Regions from separate parts of the Mus musculus genome. Here region 1 is linked to region 2. The links are chromatin contacts, called in public HiChIP or PLAC-seq maps. All regions are on one chromosome and are shown on one strand. The core of a region is the stretch at or near the end of the contact, and the rest is flanking DNA. Distances in the headings are between cores, read along the strand shown. Region 1 overlaps Slc35f2 (solute carrier family 35, member F2). Region 2 holds the start of Rab39 (RAB39, member RAS oncogene family).

What was found. HiChIP or PLAC-seq counts read pairs in DNA pulled down with a chosen protein or histone mark.
Region 1: an H3K27ac HiChIP or PLAC-seq map of embryonic stem cells shows a contact between it and region 2, with 10 read pairs. The contact joins the enhancer-like site here to the promoter of Rab39 in region 2. A contact is called at or near these places in 6 of 39 promoter capture datasets (the 3T3-L1 cell line, 3T3-L1-derived adipocytes, the C10 cell line and 3 more), 1 of 15 datasets of contacts at CTCF or cohesin (CD8 T cells), 10 of 484 Hi-C or Micro-C datasets (cerebral cortex, differentiating embryonic stem cells, embryonic stem cells and 4 more), 7 of 115 datasets of contacts at active chromatin or transcription factors (bone marrow-derived macrophages and embryonic stem cells) and 3 of 9 other capture datasets (adipose tissue, liver and pancreatic islet).

The regions. Positions count from the first base shown.
Region 1 is chr9:53,805,496-53,808,195 of GRCm38.p6, reverse strand. It overlaps Slc35f2 (solute carrier family 35, member F2), which reads right to left. Exons shown (of 8, transcript NM_028060.3): 4 at 1,419-1,578; 5 at 1-150. Among named protein-coding and RNA genes, the nearest start is that of Slc35f2, 35 kb to the right of the region's middle. Within about 2 kb of position 1,340, at least 40 of the 459 cell types and tissues checked have an H3K27ac peak or open chromatin away from gene starts, as enhancers often do. A contact at or near this core is called in CD8 T cells, differentiating embryonic stem cells and embryonic stem cells, where this site is marked.
Region 2 is chr9:53,704,960-53,707,659 of GRCm38.p6, reverse strand. Rab39 (RAB39, member RAS oncogene family) reads left to right here and starts at 1,428. Exons shown (of 2, transcript NM_175562.3): 1 at 1,428-1,771. The coding sequence starts at 1,545.

The DNA of each region.
Region 1 (2,700 bases), core at 91-2,590, 100 kb before region 2:
TGCCGCTGATGATTGTTCCAAATAGTCCCACCATTCCTAAAAATTCCTGTCTGCTCAGCTTCTTCACGATGTATTCTTCACACACGTTAGACACAGCATACAGGGAAGCCCCAAGCAGGACTAAGATGTCACCAATAAGAACATCACTCCCTACAGGGCAGCAAGGCACAAAAAGAAATGTGTTGTCAATGGGTGAGCCAGGAGTTAGCAAACACTGATCATTTGAGTAAAACTTTATTGAATCCTAGCTTCTGTAAGTCTAAAGGCTCTCACCCTTACTGTCTGGCACAACACTGACACCGTTTTCACATTTTTACTCCCTGGGAGACCAACAGAGTGGAAGATGGTACTGTGTAGCATCCTGAAAGAAAGCCATTTAAAGACAGGACAAGTTCACAGACTGTAGTGCAGGGAATTTGTTAGAACTTCGGGAAAGGATGCTAGGTGAAAGAAATGGTTTTATTTTGATCCAAGGAGATACTAAGGTTATCTTGGAGATCTGGTAAATTCAGACCTGGTTTAGCATCTATATTGTGAACTGAAATATTCCAACCAGGCAGTAGTGGCACCCACCTTTAACCCAAGACAGCCAGGGATACACAGAAAAAAAAAAAAAAAGAAGAAAAAATCCTGTCTCAAAAGAAGAAAAGAAAAAGAAAAGGAAAAAGGAAGAGAGGGAGGGAGGGAGGAAGAAGGAAGGAAGGAAGGAAGGAAGGAAGGAAGGAAGGAAGGAAGGAGGGAGGGAGGGAGGAAAGAAAGAGAGAGAGAGAGAGAGAAATATACTAAAACACTCAGATCAAAACAAACAGCCAGGTCTCTTTTTTGATGGAAATGAAACACTACCACCTGAGAGTGGTGCTGAGTAGGATGTCCTCCCACTGCCGTGGGGGTGGGGGTGGGGGTGGGGGTGGGGTGGGGTGGGAGCTGAGGAAGGAGGGTTTTGAATTTTTGAGTTCAAGAAAAGAAAGGTAGGGAGAGGAAAGGATGGAAAGAAAGGAAGGAAGAGGGAAGGAAAGAGAGAAGAAACAAAGAAAAGGGGAGGAAGAAAAAGAAACAAAAGAATGCCATAAAGGGGAGAAAAGAGAGCTAGCTCAACAACAGAGGGTTTTGGAAAAACACATCCAAAGTGATTTAAGAGAAAGATGATTTCTACAAATATATTCAAAACAAAATTTTAAACACGTTTAAATGGGGAAAGGCAGCTAAACAAGAAAACAACCACCAAATGTTTAGCAGCAAATGAGAAAGTGCTACAGGAAGTGCTGAGGAAGCCAGCACACCTCACTGAGGAGGGGCCAGCCCAGCAAGCCTGCTCCCCCGCACTAGTTCACAGCACGGACTCCTGCTGAGTTCCTCTATCACCCACTTCAGTCAGTGTAACTCTGCCAGACTAACAGGTGTAAGTGATACAGTCTCACCTGAATTATCTTCTCGCCCAGCTAATATGTCTGCACCAACCATGGTCCCTACACCCAGCAGACAGACAAACACAGCAATGAAGTGGATCACTTTGTATCTTGCCCGGAGAATAAACCAGGAGAGAGCCATCAACACAGGAATCCCAAAGCAATCCAAGAGCTGCAGGGAAAAGAAAAGCACGCAGCCTCAACCACTTCAGCAGCATAATTAACAAGAGAAAGCACTTAGGGAACATTTGTTATTGCTGACCCTGAACGCAAGCACTTACCAGAGCTGCAGTCCCTCTGTGAGATTTGGGACTGCAAACCTGTTTTAGATGTGCATACAAAACCCCAAAGGCTAAAGAAAGATTAGTTGCCCCAAATTATATGGTTAAAAGTCAGGCTCGAGGTGGGGGGTGGGGGGTGGGGGGTGGAGGCTGGAGAAAAAATGGTTAAGAGCACTGACTGCTCTTCCAGAGGTCCTGAGTTCAATTCCCAGCAACCACATGGTGGCTCACAATCATCTCTAATGGGATTTGATGCCCTCTTCTGATGTGTCTGAAGACAGCAACAGTGTACTCATATATATAAAATAAAAGTAAATAAATAAATACCCCCTCCCCTGCCGCCAAAAAAAAAAAAAAAAAAAAAGAAGTCAGGCTGGGGATGCAGCTCAATTAATAGAGTGTTTGCCTAGCGGGCACAAGGCCCTGGGTTTGATCTCCAGTGCCATATAAAACAGTACTTTAGAGGCAGGAGGAAGAGCAGATCAAGGTCATCTTTGGCTACATAGCAAATTCTAGACCAGCCTGACATACACCAAACCTTCCTCGAAACAGAAAACACCCAAAGGCTGAATCTGTTCATCCTACCCAGGAGCCTCTGCTTTCCCCTCTGTTTATCTTTAAACTCGGAAGGCAGAGTTTCCTTCCAGTACATCCATTTACTCCACCAACAGACATTTAGTAAGCATGACCAGTGTCCAGGACTCTGTAAGAGGGTTTGGGTGTTCAGTTCAAGTACAAAGCACTTGTCTGGCAAGCACCGGGCCATGGGGGTGATGTGGGGCACATCATAAGAGGAGTTGGAATATAAAATTGAACAAGGTAGAAGCCCTATCCTGAGGAGCACAGACTAAACTGGACAGACACGAAATTAGACATCACAAAGTCCAATATTCAATTGTAACTGAGCAAAGTATTACCAAGTACAGGTTACAGTGAGGCAACGAACAGAAACCATCTCCCTGACAGAGAGGTCAGTTCTACCATGTGAGACATGCTTGATCCCAGCACAGACT
Region 2 (2,700 bases), core at 179-2,678:
AACAAAACAAAAATAATAAATAAATAAACAGGAAGGAGGGAGGAAGAAAGAGGGGGAAGGAAGGAAGGAAGGAAAGTAGGAAGGAAGGAAGGAAGGAAGGAAGGAAGGAAGGAAGGAAGGAAGGAAGAACAATTGTAGAAGGGAGACAAGATACATACCACATAAAATAAAGATTGACTAATTGCAGACAGGGGCCTAAAGATGCATGGCAGAGGAAAGAAGAGTTCTCTGAAAGTCACGCTTCTTCCTCCAAAACAAAGAAAGGAATTAAGGATGAGTGTGATAGTTAGATGTTGCAAGAAAAGAATGAAATGGTTGGCAAGAAATTTGCACAGTCCTAGCTGTCCTGGAACTCACTCTGTAGACCAGGCTGGTCTTGAACTGAGAAATCCATCTGCCTCTGTCCTCTGTGTAGCTGACACAGAGAGTTACAGGATATAATCTTAAACTTCTGATCCTCGAGCCCCATGTGGTGGAATAATAACCGTGGGCCACCATATTTGTTTTATGCGGAGTTGGGGACTAAACCCAGGGTTTCATGTTGCTAGGCAACTCTACCACCTGGGGGCTACATCCCAGTCCAGAAGAGAACACAGTAAGGTCTCACCAACATTTAAATTACGCTTCGTTTATTAGGTCTTTGGTCATACGCAAGCAGAGGGCAGCTATAGACCGAGAATAATGATGACTCGTATGAGCTTCTCAACATTTTAAGTTTTTCCCAGGCTGAAGGGCCCCAACGAGCATAGGGCTAGAACCATCCTGAAAACGCTGTGGCAAACAGCAACAGGCAATCCTTAACAGAAACTATCAGAACTAGTTCTGCAAATTTGTTTTCTTCAGAGGAAACTGTCAACTGGAATCTTCTGAGAACCCGGACACCACGAATCCACATACAGAAGCCTGACTGACTTTCAAAACTAGGGTCTTAGTCTGAAGAGAGCCTTCGCAGATGCGTGAGAGAAAATGACTCTCACTTCCCATTGGCTGACCTTTCTGGAGTTTAGCCCTTGAGTACATTTTCATTGGTTGCTATTGCTGTCACATCCTTTCGCCACACCCATTCCTTGTCCATTTCCAGCAAGATCTGCACTAGAATACGCTAAGGTCGTCTAGAGTTCTGCTACTTCCCTATCCCCTCAGCCGACGCTCTCGCCGCGCCCCTCTAGTTAGAGGCCCCGCCCCCGCACGACCAATGACCCGCCTCTACAACGTCAGTTCCCTCCCCTTACAGCTGGGGCCCGGCCCCCTGCCCGACGCAGCTGCTCTGCAAGTTAGGTTCCCGCCCCCAACTCACGATCACACCCCTACCTACGGTCCCTTCCAAACTCGTGGCCCCGCCCTCACTCTCAAGCCCCACCCCAATCAGACCAAGTCCACGCCCCCTGCCCGCGGCCCCGCCCCTCCTTCCCCAGAGGGCGGCTACCAGGCGGCGGCCGCAGCCGCAGGAAGATGCTGGAAGCGGGCGGGCGCGCGCCGCGTAGGTGCTGAAGGGACAGTTCCTTAGGCAGAACTTGCTCCTGAGCGCACGGGGCACGTAGGCGATGGAGACTATTTGGATCTATCAGTTCCGCCTTATTGTGATCGGAGACTCCACGGTGGGCAAGTCGTGCCTTCTGCACCGCTTCACCCAGGGCCGCTTCCCAGGGCTGCACTCCCCCGCCTGCGACCCCACAGTCGGCGTGGACTTCTTCTCGCGCCTGCTGGAGATTGAGCCGGGCAAGAGGATCAAGCTGCAGCTCTGGGACACGGCGGGGCAGGAGCGCTTCAGGTAGGGAGGCACCCGCCACAGGCTCTCGAAAGTGCTAGCGCTCGGTGCTCGCTTCCCCTTCGCCCCTCCCCTTCCAGGGGCGACTTCCTCCTCCGCAGTTTCTTCTTTCTTTAGTGCGGATTTCCTGCGCCCCCTTTCTGTCTCCTTTCCTGTCCGAATCAGGGTCGCCGGTCTTTCCCAGCTCTGTCTGCTCCTCTTGGCCGTTTGGGTCCCTTTGGCTCCACCGCTGCCTTCTCCCCAAACTCGACTTCGCTCGCCGTTCACACACACCCTGCCTCAGCCACCCTCCTCCTAGCACCTCCTCCAAGCCTTGACCAAGCCTCTTTCAGGCCCGGGAAATATGCCAAGTGGGGTTCCCAGGTCTGTGAAAAATCTTTAGTTCTCAGCAAGCAGAATTCCAGACGGGGTTCCAGCCCTCGGAACGGTTCACAGAGAGATGCATGCGGTAATGGTTTAAACATCTGAAAGCACCGAGTGTGGTCATCAGAAAATTCTGGGCCATGACCCTCGGGAGTAGGTCTTGGAAAACAACTAAATGCAACATCGGAGTCACTGAGACAACTAAGGGTGTGTGTTTGCATTTATAGGGTGAAGTTTCCTTTAAAAGTTTGTCACCTTTGACGCTTTGGTGTGAAAAAGATAATACTGAGGGTTGTCTGCAACCCTTCCTTTATTTCACTGATGGATTCGTAACATTCTGTATGTGACAACAGAAGAAAGCACTTTTCTAAATGGGGAGAGAGTCAGTCTCAAGTAAATAGTCTCATTCTGGTTGTTTACTGGGGAACCTGAAAGATTGTATAAAGTCGACTGGCCTTACAGAAAAAAAGTAAATGAAACTGAATTCCTTGGATAGTTGAGATTAAATCACATTTAAAGCGTATTTCCAGTTTTTGAGATCGAAGAGTACTTTGTTCTAGAGCAAAGTA